2 separate regions of the Sus scrofa genome follow, and region 2 is linked to region 1. Evidence: chromatin contacts called from public HiChIP or PLAC-seq data. All regions are on one chromosome and are shown on one strand. Each heading gives the region's core, a stretch centred on a gene start, on an enhancer-like site or on the middle of the called end of the contact. The rest is flanking DNA. Distances are from core to core; before and after follow the strand shown. Region 1 has its middle 12 kb from the start of BTG2. Region 2 overlaps ATP2B4 (plasma membrane calcium-transporting ATPase 4).

The links. HiChIP or PLAC-seq counts read pairs in DNA pulled down with a chosen protein or histone mark.
Region 2: a contact with region 1 is called in an H3K27ac HiChIP or PLAC-seq map of alveolar macrophages. The contact joins two enhancer-like sites. A contact is called at or near these places in 1 of 47 Hi-C or Micro-C datasets (skeletal muscle) and 2 of 2 datasets of contacts at active chromatin or transcription factors (alveolar macrophages and skeletal muscle).

The regions. Positions count from the first base shown.
Region 1 is chr9:64,018,570-64,025,040 of Sscrofa11.1, forward strand. No RefSeq gene overlaps it. Among named protein-coding and RNA genes, the nearest start is that of BTG2, 12 kb to the right of the region's middle. Within about 2 kb of position 2,237, at least 77 of the 83 cell types and tissues checked have an H3K27ac peak or open chromatin away from gene starts, as enhancers often do. A contact at or near this core is called in alveolar macrophages and skeletal muscle, where this site is marked.
Region 2 is chr9:64,355,746-64,362,104 of Sscrofa11.1, forward strand. The region is part of intron 1 of ATP2B4 (plasma membrane calcium-transporting ATPase 4); the gene reads left to right. Among named protein-coding and RNA genes, the nearest start is that of ATP2B4, 23 kb to the left of the region's middle. Within about 2 kb of position 3,761, at least 70 of the 83 cell types and tissues checked have an H3K27ac peak or open chromatin away from gene starts, as enhancers often do. A contact at or near this core is called in alveolar macrophages and skeletal muscle, where this site is marked.

The sequences.
Region 1 (6,471 bases), core at 987-3,486:
TCACAAAAGGGGAAAGCAGCCAGAAAGTATTCTCCCCATTTTAGTGATAAGGAAACTGAGGCCTGGGAGAGAGCACAGCCAGGACAGAAACACCTCTCTTTTGCTTCGGCCCTCACTGCCCTTAATCTGGGGCCAGGCTGAGATCTGAACGGAGGAGGAAATGGCAGAGGTGATGAGGTTCTAGAGGCAGAAGAAAACTGAGGGACAGGGGACCCCTAAAGTCAACCCTGGAACATCTGATGAGCCTCACTAACTTTCCATGTGAGGTCCTGGAGAGAACTTCTATTACTGCTACTGCTACTAGCAGTAATAACAGTTACCATTTATTATTTACCTTGTGCCAAATGTATATACAGATTGCAGAAGAGATTAATGCACAAAATGCTTTAGAAACATGATCCCTTTTCATCTTCAAAAGAACCAACAAGATAAATACTTTTATTTCTATTTTCCAAACAAGAAAATTGAGGTTCAGAGAGGTCAGAAAGTTGCCTGAAAACTCCTAGGGAGTGGCAGAGTTGGGATTCCCAAGGCCACACTCTTTGTCTGAGTTCTTTCTCTCCTCTTCTTGGTAAGTTTGGCTAGTGGTTTGTCAATTTTGTTTACCCTTTCAAAGAACCAGCTCTTGGTTTTACTGATTTTTTTCTATTGTTTTTTGAATTTCTATTATACTGATTTTCTCTGATATTTACCCTTCTGCTGACTCTAGGTTTTGTTTGTTCTTCTTTTTCTAATTCTTTTAGATGGTTGGTTAAGTTGTCAATTGGAGATTTTTCTTCTTTTTTGAGGAAAGCCTGTATTGCCAAGACCACACTCTTAGCCACAGTCAGCCCTGCCCAGGTGGGACACCCCGTGCTTTTATTCCTCAATACTTTTATCATCGTCCCGTCCTAGAACACTGGCCCCTGAAGAAGAAAGGCCTCTGTTCTGCATTCTTTTAAATTCCCAGGTTTAAAACCACTTTTACTCCCCACCACTCCCAACCCCCAGCCTAGCTAGGCCTCAGGGGCAAGACAAGGTTCACAGCCAAGGCAAAGTGGCCAGGTCCTAAGCAGATTCCCTGACAAGGGAGAGCCACTATCTGCCCCCCAGACCTGGGATTCCCACTCTTTGACTGGGCCCGGAGCTTGGGGTAGAGTGAGGTTTTCACCCAGGCAGTTCTCCACCAGGGGAAGTAAAGAGAGGAAGTGGGTCTAAAGTAGGGCAGGGAGAGTGGGTGGATGAGAACAGTGGGTGGGAAGGGACAGTTTGGGAGGCCCTGGGGACTTTCCCCTATGCTCCTCCCCCACACAGGGCAGCCAAGCTCCCAACACCCTCCCATCCATCCATGTCCTGTTGCCCTCACACCCTCTGCAAAGTACCCCTTCTTCCTGCGTCTTAGACCTTTTAGTACTCATTTCTCCCCTCGCCCATCCCTACCTCTCAACTCCAGGTGAGAGGAGGCAGGCTATGCACACCTGATCAAGCTGGACTCAGAAATGAGACACCCCCCTCCACCCCCCACACCCATTGGAGGCTCCCATTCATTGGAGGCTCCATGAAGAAGCCTGGTTGAAATGACAGTCCTGGGCTTCTCTGGGGATTTCTTCATTTTCTGTTTCCTGGCCTCTGCCTGGCACTAGACCCCTGACCCTCCTCTTTTAGGCTTCTTCCCCTTCAGCGCCTCGGGGCCCACCTCTTTCTGTTTGACTTGGCTAGGGAAGTGGTGGGAGACGGCTCGGTAAAAACAGAAGCCAGTCCCTTACAGCAGCGCCTCTAGTTAGACTTTCTGTGGCTCTCTGGAAGCACAAGTGCCAAGAGTCTTGTTTGTTTGTTTAACAAAGAAACGTGGAGAGATGTGATTGTTCTCAAACATCCACCAGCCAAGTTCCTCCTCTGTCTCCAACGTAAAAATACACACCATGGCTGTAACGTGAAATGCACATCCTTGACACCCGTGAGATAAAACAGCCAGCAAACACACTTGAACGTCCAAAGATAAGATCGCCCAGAATAGATACCTGCGCCCACACGGGGACAGAAAGCGATCACGCACGCGACCCCCAGTGTTGCACCCGCGTTTACACAAAGAGCGTAAAGGCGAGACAGGGGTGGCCGTCTGGGAAGGGGTTAAGCCGCGGCGGCCCCCGCCCGCCCCCTCTTCCCTCTTCCTTCCCCCACCCGCCCCCCCTTCTCTCCGCCCTCCCTTGCGTCACTTGTTTTCGTGTCACAGGGCCACCCCCTCCCCGCCTGCAGCTGACGTGGCCCTCGGCGCGTCAATACCTACGGGAAGCGATGCCCTTATATGGGCACAGACTCCGGATGGGTCCGCTGGGGCGGGAGGCAGGGCCGCCGACAGCTGCCCGACGTCCTTGGCTGGGCTCTCATCCCACAAATGATTCCCCGGCCCGGCCCGGGCAAAGGTGAGCCAGTTTGGAAAGAAGATGTGGCTTCACCTAAGAGCTGGAGAGCCCAGGTGGGCGGCCCTTCCCAGAGATTATCTCCCTGCATCCTCCCTCTTTGTATCTCTTGAAATGATCAGAGCGAGAGGGAAATGCAGGTGTCTCTTGGCCTTTAATAGATGCACTCAGATGGTCCCTTAATGTTCAGGATCCCTAAAGTCCAAGGCCAGAAGACTGTGATGCCAAGGCCAGTGTGGGTAATAGGAAGGACAGCCTTGCCTCCCCTGGGTGACCTTACAGAAGACTCATAGTTGCTTCCAGCCTGTTTCCTTACCTGTGAAGTCGAGATTTTTACCTTATGGAGTGGCTGTAAGGATCAGATGGGCATTCTACTTGTTGGTGTAAAAAGAGCTTTGTAAGCTGTGCAAAAGTATGGTGGTCGCTTGTCCCCTGGAGAAGCCTGTTCAGGCGCCCCTTCTGGGAAGGGAGCAGCGATATCCAGATGCTAACTTGGCTTCCAGAACCTGCCTGTCTGTGATCTCACTCAGCCACTCTGGGAATGCCCTTTGACCCTGTGGAAAAGCTTAAGCTTTGTAAACAAAGTCATCTGGTGTCTGCCCGCTGCTCTCCCACACTGTGATGGGCTGTTTTGAGGCCCTGCAGTGAGCAAGTGGGCAGCATGCTTGAGATGACCTTTCCAGGTAAACCAGGGAGGGAAACCAGAACTGCCAAAGTCAGTGGGTGTGCAGTCTTGTGAATGCCTTGTACAGTTCTAGACTGTCTTCTGCCCCTGCTAGTAACACCTCCAAACCCAGCTCAGAACTCCCAGCCCCAACAAGCTATTTCCTGCAGGACACCAGCTGACTGCTGGTGCCTCCATTCTAACCCCCTTCATTAGTTTGAGACTGTGTTTTTCCACAGTCATCTGCCCACATTTCTCTGTTTGCTGGCGCTTTGCGTGTGTGTCCCCTGTGGGTGTCCCTCCTCCTCCCCGAAGTTGGAGTTTCCTGAGGGCAGGAACCCTTTCTCCCAAACTCGATGAAGAAGCCCCATTCACCACCCCAGAGGTTGGGCACCAAGTCTTCCTCCTTTGATCACTTTAAGACAAGGAGGACAAAAGGTGTTCAGACCCTGGGGTGAAGTGATTGATTTATGACCCACATATAAATGGCAGTGAGGCCTGGGAGGGTCAGACAAGGCACACCTCCTCAGTACTCACCTCCCTCTCTTTCCCCACTCCCTGGCTCAGCAAGTCCCCATGGAACCCCCTCCCTGCCAAGGAGAACCGTGCTGAGTCGATGAGAAGTGGATTGCACAGTGGGCAGGCAGGTACCTTCCTTTTGGAGGTGGTTGTCCTCATTAGAGGTAATGACGGTAACACCCAAGGCCATGCTCCCAAAGGTGAACTGTGTCAGCGGAGGTCTGCTTAGGGGCTGGCTAAGATTGGTTCAAAGCTTCGTTCTCAGATCTGCTGGAAACCCTATGCCCCTCCTCAGAATATTCGAGATTCTGAGGAGGGATGGTTCTGGCTTTGAGCTCCTCTTTTTCTTAAGTCAGATCAGTTTAGGAATCTACTTGCTGATCCATGAACGCACTTGCTATGTGAGCTGTGAATTTTAGCTCTTTTTCTTACAGATTCATCCTGTTTTCTTTTGAAGAACAATTCAGCTCTTTCTGACCCCTACCTGTGCCACTCTACAACTTCAGTGAGATGGGCCCAAAGCTTCTGTGTGTTTAAGTTCTTAGGCAGAGTCCGTCCTCCTAAGCCAAGCCAGATTGGAGGTGGGTGGTTGGTGATCTTCCTAGACTTACACACGCTTTTTATATTTATTTATTTATTTATTTATTTATTTATTGTCTTTTTAGGGCTGCACCCATGGCATATGGAAGTTCCCAGGCTAGGGGTCAAATTGGAGCTGCAGCTGCTGGCCTACACCACAGCCACGGCAACACCAGACCCAAGCTACATCTGCGATCAACACCATAGCTCATGGCAACACTGGATCTTTAACCCACTGAATGAGGCCAGGGTTTGAACCTGAATCCTCATGGATACTAGTCAGGTTCATTACCACTGTGCCACCATGGGAACTCAACACACGCTTTTTAAATAAGGATGCTTACTTACGGTAGATTCTTCAAAATCCTGGGGAGCAGGAAGTTGTTCTTTTTCTAGGAGCTTACCCATTCCTACTACAGTCATCATCCATTCTGCTCAAATCTGGGGGCTCTACTTTCTCAAATCCCTCTGAAACCTATTTCAAAATATTCCACTCCCCTCAGGAGCTTTCACCTGGGACCCACCTTGCTTCCGCACATCTCTAATGCTAGAGAAATCAGCTGACAACACTGGCAGCCACCTGACTCTTTGACTCAATAGGACTCAACCCCTGGCCTCAAGGGAGTTTCCTGGGCCAAGGGGAAGGGAAAGACGCCCTGAGCCGAGGATAGAAGGAAACATGGAAAGGATGTTGATTGTTATTTTCCCAGCCAGTAACCTGACCTGATTACTCCCACTGTCATTATGGGGTCTCATTAAAGCCCAATTGAGGATCATACTAAGTGCCACTGAGAATAGCTTCAGATTCCTTGGTTCCAAGATGACAACACTGGGATTTCCACAGATTAAGGAAGAGACGAGGTGGATCTCCTGGCCCACACTTTCTTGTTACAAATAAGCAAACTGAGGCTCAGGGAGGTGACTTCCAATCTCGCTACCAGGCTCCCTCCTCTGAACCCGGTGGATCAAGTGCTTGGCCTCCCATGGCTGAGAAATCCCTAGGGCCCAGAGCCAGGAGGCTGGAGTAGGAAACTGCAGTACCCCTTCTCTAGATTCTTCCTTGTATCCCTCTTCCTTGAGTCTGTCTGTCTTTCTCCACAATCAGCCCCCACCCCAAGGGGGTTTCTGGCTGTCACAGCTGTTTTGCCAGCTTCCTGCCTGCCCCAGACACCCAACCCCAGGAGGCCCAGCCTCATTCGGGCTCTGCCAAAACAACATCTGGGGAAGTTCCAACCGTCTCAGGACCTCTGCTCTTGTTTTCTGTCTGGAGATGAAGGGGGTTTATCCTGGGAGTGAGGATGAGTAGCATTTACAGCCTGTCTGTCCTCTAAGTTTGGGAAAGAGGCAATAAATTCAGCTTCAGATCTGCTGCCGTCCCCAAGTCCATGTGTTCCCCTGTTGAGTTTCCGGCACTTTCAGTCACACCTTCTAGGACCATTGGAGAAGGCCCAGAGGGTGAAGGTGTGGGAGGTCACATTCTTGGGGGGCCTCCAGGATAATAGACTTTTAACAGACAGTTTCCATCCTTTTGCTCCTATGATACACCTAGGGAGTCACAGAAGCAAAACACATCACTGGGGACCTTTCCAGCCAAATACTGGTCTGGCCATCTGTCCACATCTCTCCCCTCCCCCATTTCCTGCTTCATCTCTTATTCACTCTCTCTCTTTCATACACCCTCAGCCATCCTGCCTTCCTTTGCTCTACTGCTACCACAGGCCCAGGCTGCCAAAGGAGGGGAGAAAACCAGGGTATTCCTCTGTGCCATGGATGCGAGGGGCTCAGTAGCTGAGAGGCACCCCTCAAGAGGGTAGCTGTCTTTGGGGGAGCAGACCCTTCCCTAGATGGCTACTGTCAGTTTCAGTTACGAGTTGGCTGAATATTTTTTTTTCTTTTTTCTTTTTAGGGCCACACCTGCAGCATATGGAAGTTCCTGGGCTAGGGGATGAATCAGAGCTGCAGCTCCAAACCCCATCTGTCTGTGACCTGCACCACTGCTCATGGCAACGCCGGATCCTTAACCCACTGAGCAAAGCCAGGGATCGAACCCGCATCCTCATGGATACTAGTCAGGTTCATAGCCTGCTGAGCCACAACAGGAACCCCACAAGTCTGGTGAATCAGTAACACTTTGCAGCACTCACTTCCAGCAGAGTGAATCTATATGAGCTAATGTAGTGCAGGATGATGTGAGGGCATGAAGAGGTGACTTTGGGGAGCACAAAGCAGGCCCACAGAGCCTGAGTCTAGGAACCTGGAGGCCTCAACCCTCCAAGCCACAGGGGCTACCTGCAGTCTCCTGGCTGCCCC
Region 2 (6,359 bases), core at 2,511-5,010, 340 kb after region 1:
GACTAGTATGGAGTTCCTGTCGTGGTGCAGTGGTTAACGAATCTGACTAGGAACCATGAGGTTGCGGGTTCGGTCCCTGCCCTTGCTCGGTGGGTTGACGATCTGGCGTTGCCGTTGAGCTGTGGTGTAGGTTGCAGATGTGGCTCGGATCCAGCATTGCTGTGGTTCTGGCGCAGGCCGGTGGCTGCAGCTCCGATTAAACCCCTAGCCTGGGAACCTCCATATGCTGCAGGAGTGGCCCAAGAAATAGCAAAAAGACAAAAACAAACAAACAAACAAACAAAAAAAACACACAGTCCAGGATAAAATATACTCAGTCCCTTTGGCACATACAAACATTTAAGACATGAAGGCAGGAAAGCCACTTGGTTCCTGCCAACCAGAGGCTAGTGTGAGAGCACAAACCCAGCCGGTGGAGCCAGCCTCTCTGCCACTAATGAGTAAGTCCACTCACAGCTTTATAGGGGGCTTGATTTAGGGTGTTCCACATCTTCCTCCAGAAAGCCTGGCCCTCGGCTGGGTCTGTGTAAAAGCCACTCTGCATTTGTAACTCTCACTTCAAACACAGTTGGCCTACACCTTCATGTGGCATCCAGACACACTGAGGGAGGGAAGGAAGTTTCAAAGGCAATTCAAGAGTTCCAAGCTTTCTCTCCTCTCTGATCTCTTCATGCTGGGTTCAGACCCCTGTGCCCTACCCAGGCTGGCTCCAGACTGTCAACTCTCAAGGGCAAGCTGGAGAAAGGGCCTTCCAAAGACACCGAGTCAGTATCTTTATTTCACTTCTGAAATCACATCGACTTTCGCTTCTGGTTGCCTATTGTCTTTGCTTTTTAGGGCCATATTCACGGCATATGCAAGCTCCCAGGCTAGGGGCTGAACTGGAGCTACAGCTGCCAGCCTACACCACAGCCACAGCAACAAGATCTGAACCTGCACCATGGCTCACAGCAACGCCAGATCTCTGACCCACTGAGCGAGGCCAAGGATTGAACCTGCATCCTCATGGTTACTAGTCAGATTCATTTCTTTTTTTTTTTTTTTGGTCTTTCTGCCATTTCTTGGGCCTGCACTGTGTTTTTAAAGAAAAGAAAGTTTAAAAAAAATCCTCAGGAATAGATTGGGCGGGGGATGGACAGAGAGAAAGGAGTTAGGAAGAACAAGAGGCTGTCACTATCTGGAAGAGAATTAGCAAATGTAGGTCTGGGGACAAAGACAGGATCTAGTGTATATGATGGAGAGTGTTCCTGTGCTTTTGGTAGGCAACTCAACACTCCTCTTCAGTTGGGATGCTTTGGAATGACCCTGAGATGCCAGCCTCTTAGAGGCTGCACCAACCAGCACTTATAAATCCGAGAGTGACAGAGTTTTGGTGACCTCCATGACAGATATAGGCTTATCCAAAGAATGTTGGCACATATTGAATGCAGGCTCAAGGGCTGGGACATGAAGTCTTGGGCTCATCCATGAGCTGGTATCACCTGTGTGACTCTGAGGAAGCCTTCCACTACTCTGTCCCTTGGACCACAGGCAGGGTTCACCCTTATACCTGCTTCTTCCCTAGGGAGTTTCCACCCCTGTATCTTTCTCCCTCCTAGGCTGTCTTAGGGAGATAGGTGAGAAAAATGAAGGGAGATGCTTTGGTTTCCATTATGAAGACAGAGGAATCTTCATTATTATCCTAGTTACTCCAGAATCTCCTGCCATAACACAGGAAGATCACAGACTGGGTGTTATTGTTGCACATGTCACTCAACTGCTGAACTTCATTCAACCTTTCATTCTCCTTAAAATATCAGGTAATATAATTCTGAGTACCTTACAGGGCATAATGGATGTGAAAGTACTTTGTACAACACAGAACACCTACAAATATAGATTATTAATTTTTTTTAATATTTTTGGTTGGTTGGTTTTCTTCTTTTTTTTTTTTGGTCTTTTCTAGGACCACACCCACGGCATATGGAGGTTCCCAGGCTAGGGGTCGAATTGGAGCTACAGCTGCTGGCCACAGCCACAGCCACAGCAACGCTAGATCTGAGTTGTGCCTGCGACCTACACCACAGCTCACGGCAACGCCTGGATCCTTAACCCACTGATCGAGGCCAGGGATTGAACCCGAAACCTCATGGTTACTAGTCGGGTTCGTTCACCACTGAGCCACAATGGGAACTCCATAAATATATAGATTATGACTTACAAAGCCCTTCTTCCTGACTCCTCTGAGGTTTGGAAGGCCCTTTCTCCAGCTCATCTAAAATCTGAGCCCTCTTTCTTGGGTAGGGTGAGTTCTCACCATGCTGTAGATGGAGGGTGAGTCCCAGAAAGTGAGTGACTTTCTCAAAGTGGGTGAAAGGGTTGGGGCTCTCGCAGCATTAAAATGAGCCTTTTAACTGAGTTTTCTGCTCTTGACTGTGCTACTGGCTATAGCAGCATGACCTTGAGCAAGACCCTTAACCTCTGAACCTGTTTCCTCATCGGTTATGTGTTTCTAACCATGAGGATTGTTAACAGATAGTCTAGGGGGAGGATGTGGAATCTAAATGGAAGTGTTCAGAGAAGTTAAAAGCACTATACTTGTGCGCAAGGACGCTGTTACAGCTCAGAGGTGTTCCTGAAGATGTTGAGATGAGCCGGTGTTTGATCAGACTAAAAAGTCCTAGAATCAATCCTATTCTGTCAGAATGGTAGGGGCAGTAATTCAACCCCCTTAATTTTACACACCAGAAAAATTAAGTCGCAGGAATCCACATGGTCTCCACTTGTACCCTGACCAGGTCACACTCTCTACTCCAGAGCTCAGGTCGATGGGGTGCCCTCCAATTTACTTCTCCCTCATCCCAGTGCTGCTGAGTGAGGACTAATGACATGGTTGGCTCTGTTTATACTGTAATGTCCTGTGCCAAAGCCTCTCAGATTTGCCACGACCTTCTGTGAGGGGTCTTTCATGCTATCCTCTCAGAATCACCCCAGTTTTTGCCATGCCTCCGACATCATGCATCCACTGATAATCCGCATTCGTGAAGTGGGCGCGCTGGGCACAGTAGGGAGCTAGCTCGGCCCTGCGCCCATCCGCCCATCGGTGGAGACTCAGGACAGCGCTCTACGAGGAAACCTGTGTGGAGCGGCCGGCTGTGAGTTGCAGCCACAGAGATGAGCTCTCGGAGTGTGTAGGGAGGGCAGGTGAAGGGCGGGGTGACAGCTGGAAGGGCTCCCGAGGCCTCCCAAGGCTGAAGGGTGGAGATTCCTTCCCGGGGTGTGGCGCGGGGAGGACGAGGGTCCTGGGGGAGGACTGGGGACTGCCGGGCCTGCCGGCGCGGTGAGTCACTGCCCATTCTGAGCAATCGCGGGCTGTGGGGTGGAGCCGCCCGCCTTCTCCCAGGCTTTCGTGCGGAGCCAGACTTAGAAAGGCCAAGGCTTTTGCCGCCCCAGCTCTTCCCGGCCGGGGCCGGGACTGGGACGCGCTGGGAGCCGAGCTGTGCCGACACGTCGGAACCCGGCCGGCCCGGGGCGAGGGCGAGGGTGCGGAGCCGGGCAGCCAGGCGAGCGGAAGGGGAGGCCACGGTGCGCGGCCCAGCTGCCACCCCCGGGCTCCGCCCGCCTGCTCACCGAGCAGAGGCCCGCGCGGCATTGGGAGGGGGCTGGGCAGCTGGTCGCCCGCCTCCTGAGCCCACTGCCTGGAGCTCCCTGTCAGGGCGCGGTTGGTGGCAACGAGTGGATCCAGGAAGTCTCAGCGGGAAGGGGTTGGGGTTCTCCTCGACCTGTTTTACTTTGGATCCAAAAGGAGACTGGCGCTTGGGCCCGTGCCCCATTTGCTGAGAGCCTCCCTCCATGGTGAAATGAAATGCTTCTCCCCACCCAAAGCCTGGGACTCATCCCAGCATCTTCTCCCTCCCACCTTCCTTCTGTGCCCCTCCTGCCTTCTGGCTCTCTGGTCTCCAGAAGAACAATGCAGATCAACCCCCCTGCCCTGCTTCCCTTTACTTTCACTTCTCCCCGCCCTCTCACCCCCCAGATCAGACCCTCTAAGGTATTTGATATATTAGCATTTAATATGGTCAAATGCACGTATTGACTAGGTTGTAACATGACAATTTTAGACCATGAAATTGACAACAGAAGTTCTCATCTAAAAGAGAGTCTTGCTAACTTTTGGTAGTTCCATGACTGTCTTTGATCATGAGAATTGAAAAAATGTTGCTGGCAGAAATAGTAGAAACCTATTTTTCTCTTCTTTCATCCCTAGCACTCTCTTTTTCTTGCTTTGATTTCTCAGGTGCACAAAAAAAGGATAGTTCATGGTACATTTTCTTCACTGGTTTATGAAGAAACCTCTCTTTTGCTGCTAATTTATATAGCTTATTTATGTATTTTAATAACCTGTTCAAGACTCCTGAACTCACCACCCAATCAAAAAATGAGATCTACCGTATTTTGCATTCATCTCTAAGCCTTTTCTATCCTATCCCCCACCTCTTCACCCAACCCAACCACTATCTGGTTACGACTGTTTTGATAAACATATGTATGCCTAAACAAATATATTATTTAATCTTACTTTATAGTCTTTATTAAATTATTAAAAATTTATACTGTGTACAGTCTTCTAGACTTGCTTGTTTTCTTTCAATATTATAACACTAAGATTTGTCCCTGTTGAGTATAGCTGTAGTTCATTCATTTTCACTGTTATATTCTATTAGTGAAGCTATCACCCCTTTTCGCCATAATGAACAGTACTGCCACAAACTTTCCTATTCATGTTTCCTGTGCAAGTCTCTCTTAGGTGTAGATCTCAGAAGCGAATTGCTAGATCTTGGTATGGGAATATTCAGTTTTACAAAATAATTACAGATTGTTTCTTGATATGTTTTTAATGGTTTTGCCCCTACCAGCAAAGTGTATGAGATGCTGTTGGTCCATGTCCTCTCAAGTACCTGGTATCATCAGACTTTAAAACTTTTGCCAACTGAATGCTATAAATAGTATCTTGTAGTGGTCTTGATTTGCATTTCTCTGATTACCAATGAAGTTGAACAGCAGAAATAATACTTCACAGATGAGATTCAAAAATTGCAGACATTGGAGTCAATTGGATATAGAAAAATTTTAAATATATTTAATATATTAAAAGAAATAGGAGGGTATTGAAAGAATGGTGCAGGGACAGGAAACTCGACTGACCAAGAAGATATCCAAAGAGAAATTCTAAAAATGAAAAAAGAAAAAAAATAAAGGGAATTAAAATTTTCATGATTAGGTTAAAATAATAGTTTATAGCTAAAGATAAAATCAGGAGTTGTAAGATATTTCTGAGGAATCTATATAGACAACGGAAGGTGGAGGAGGTAAAGATGGAAAAAGTTATTGAGGCATAGAAAGTAGAGCAGAGATGGACAAATTTTCTATAAAGGGCCAGATAGTAAATATTGCAGGCTTTGTGGCCCAGATGGTCTTTGTCATAACTACTTGACTCTGATGTTAGAACATGAAAGCAGCCACAAACCATATATAAATGAATGGATATGTCTGTGTGCCCATAAAACTGTATTTACAAAAACAGGCAGCAGGCCAGATTTGGCCCAGGTTATGTAGTTTGCCCACCTTGGGAAGAGACTAAAAAAATACAGTTAATTAATGCTCCAGAAGGAGATAATAGAAAAGGAGTACAACAGTGTTTAAAAAAGCAGTAGCCAGGAATTGATAAAGTATAATCATTATATTTGTGAGGCCTAATGAATTCCAAGGGAGATAAATAAAATTCGCCATTAGACATACAATAATGAAACTACAAATCATCAGAGATAAATAATTTTAAAGTAACCCCAAAGATAAACATTCAAGGAAATGACAATTAAGACTGGCAACAGACTTCTCAACCTCAACAATAAAAGCCAGAAGATAGTGGAATAATACTTCAATGTGCTGAAGCAGATACCTACTAACAGAATTCTGTCATCAGTGAAAATTTTCTGAGAATGAGGGCAAAATAAGGTCCTTTGTAGACAAACCAAAACAGATTTCTACCAGAAGGCTTTCCACAAAAGCAATTTCTAAGGGAAATAGTTTAAGAAGAAAAGTTACTCAAAAGGAAGATTGGAGAAGGAATGATGAGCAAAGAAAACTGTAAATATGGTGCTAAATTTAAATCTTGATTACAAAGAAAATAAAGATAAAAGCATCTAACCTATAGTGATAAAGTGAAGCTATAATTAAAATTGCCAGTGACAGGAGTTCCCGTTGTGGCTCAGTGGTAACGAATCTGACCAGTATCCGTGAGGATGCGGGTTTGATCCCTGACCCTGATCAGTGGGTGAAGGATCCAGCATTGCCTGAGCTGTGGTGTAGGTTGCAGACGT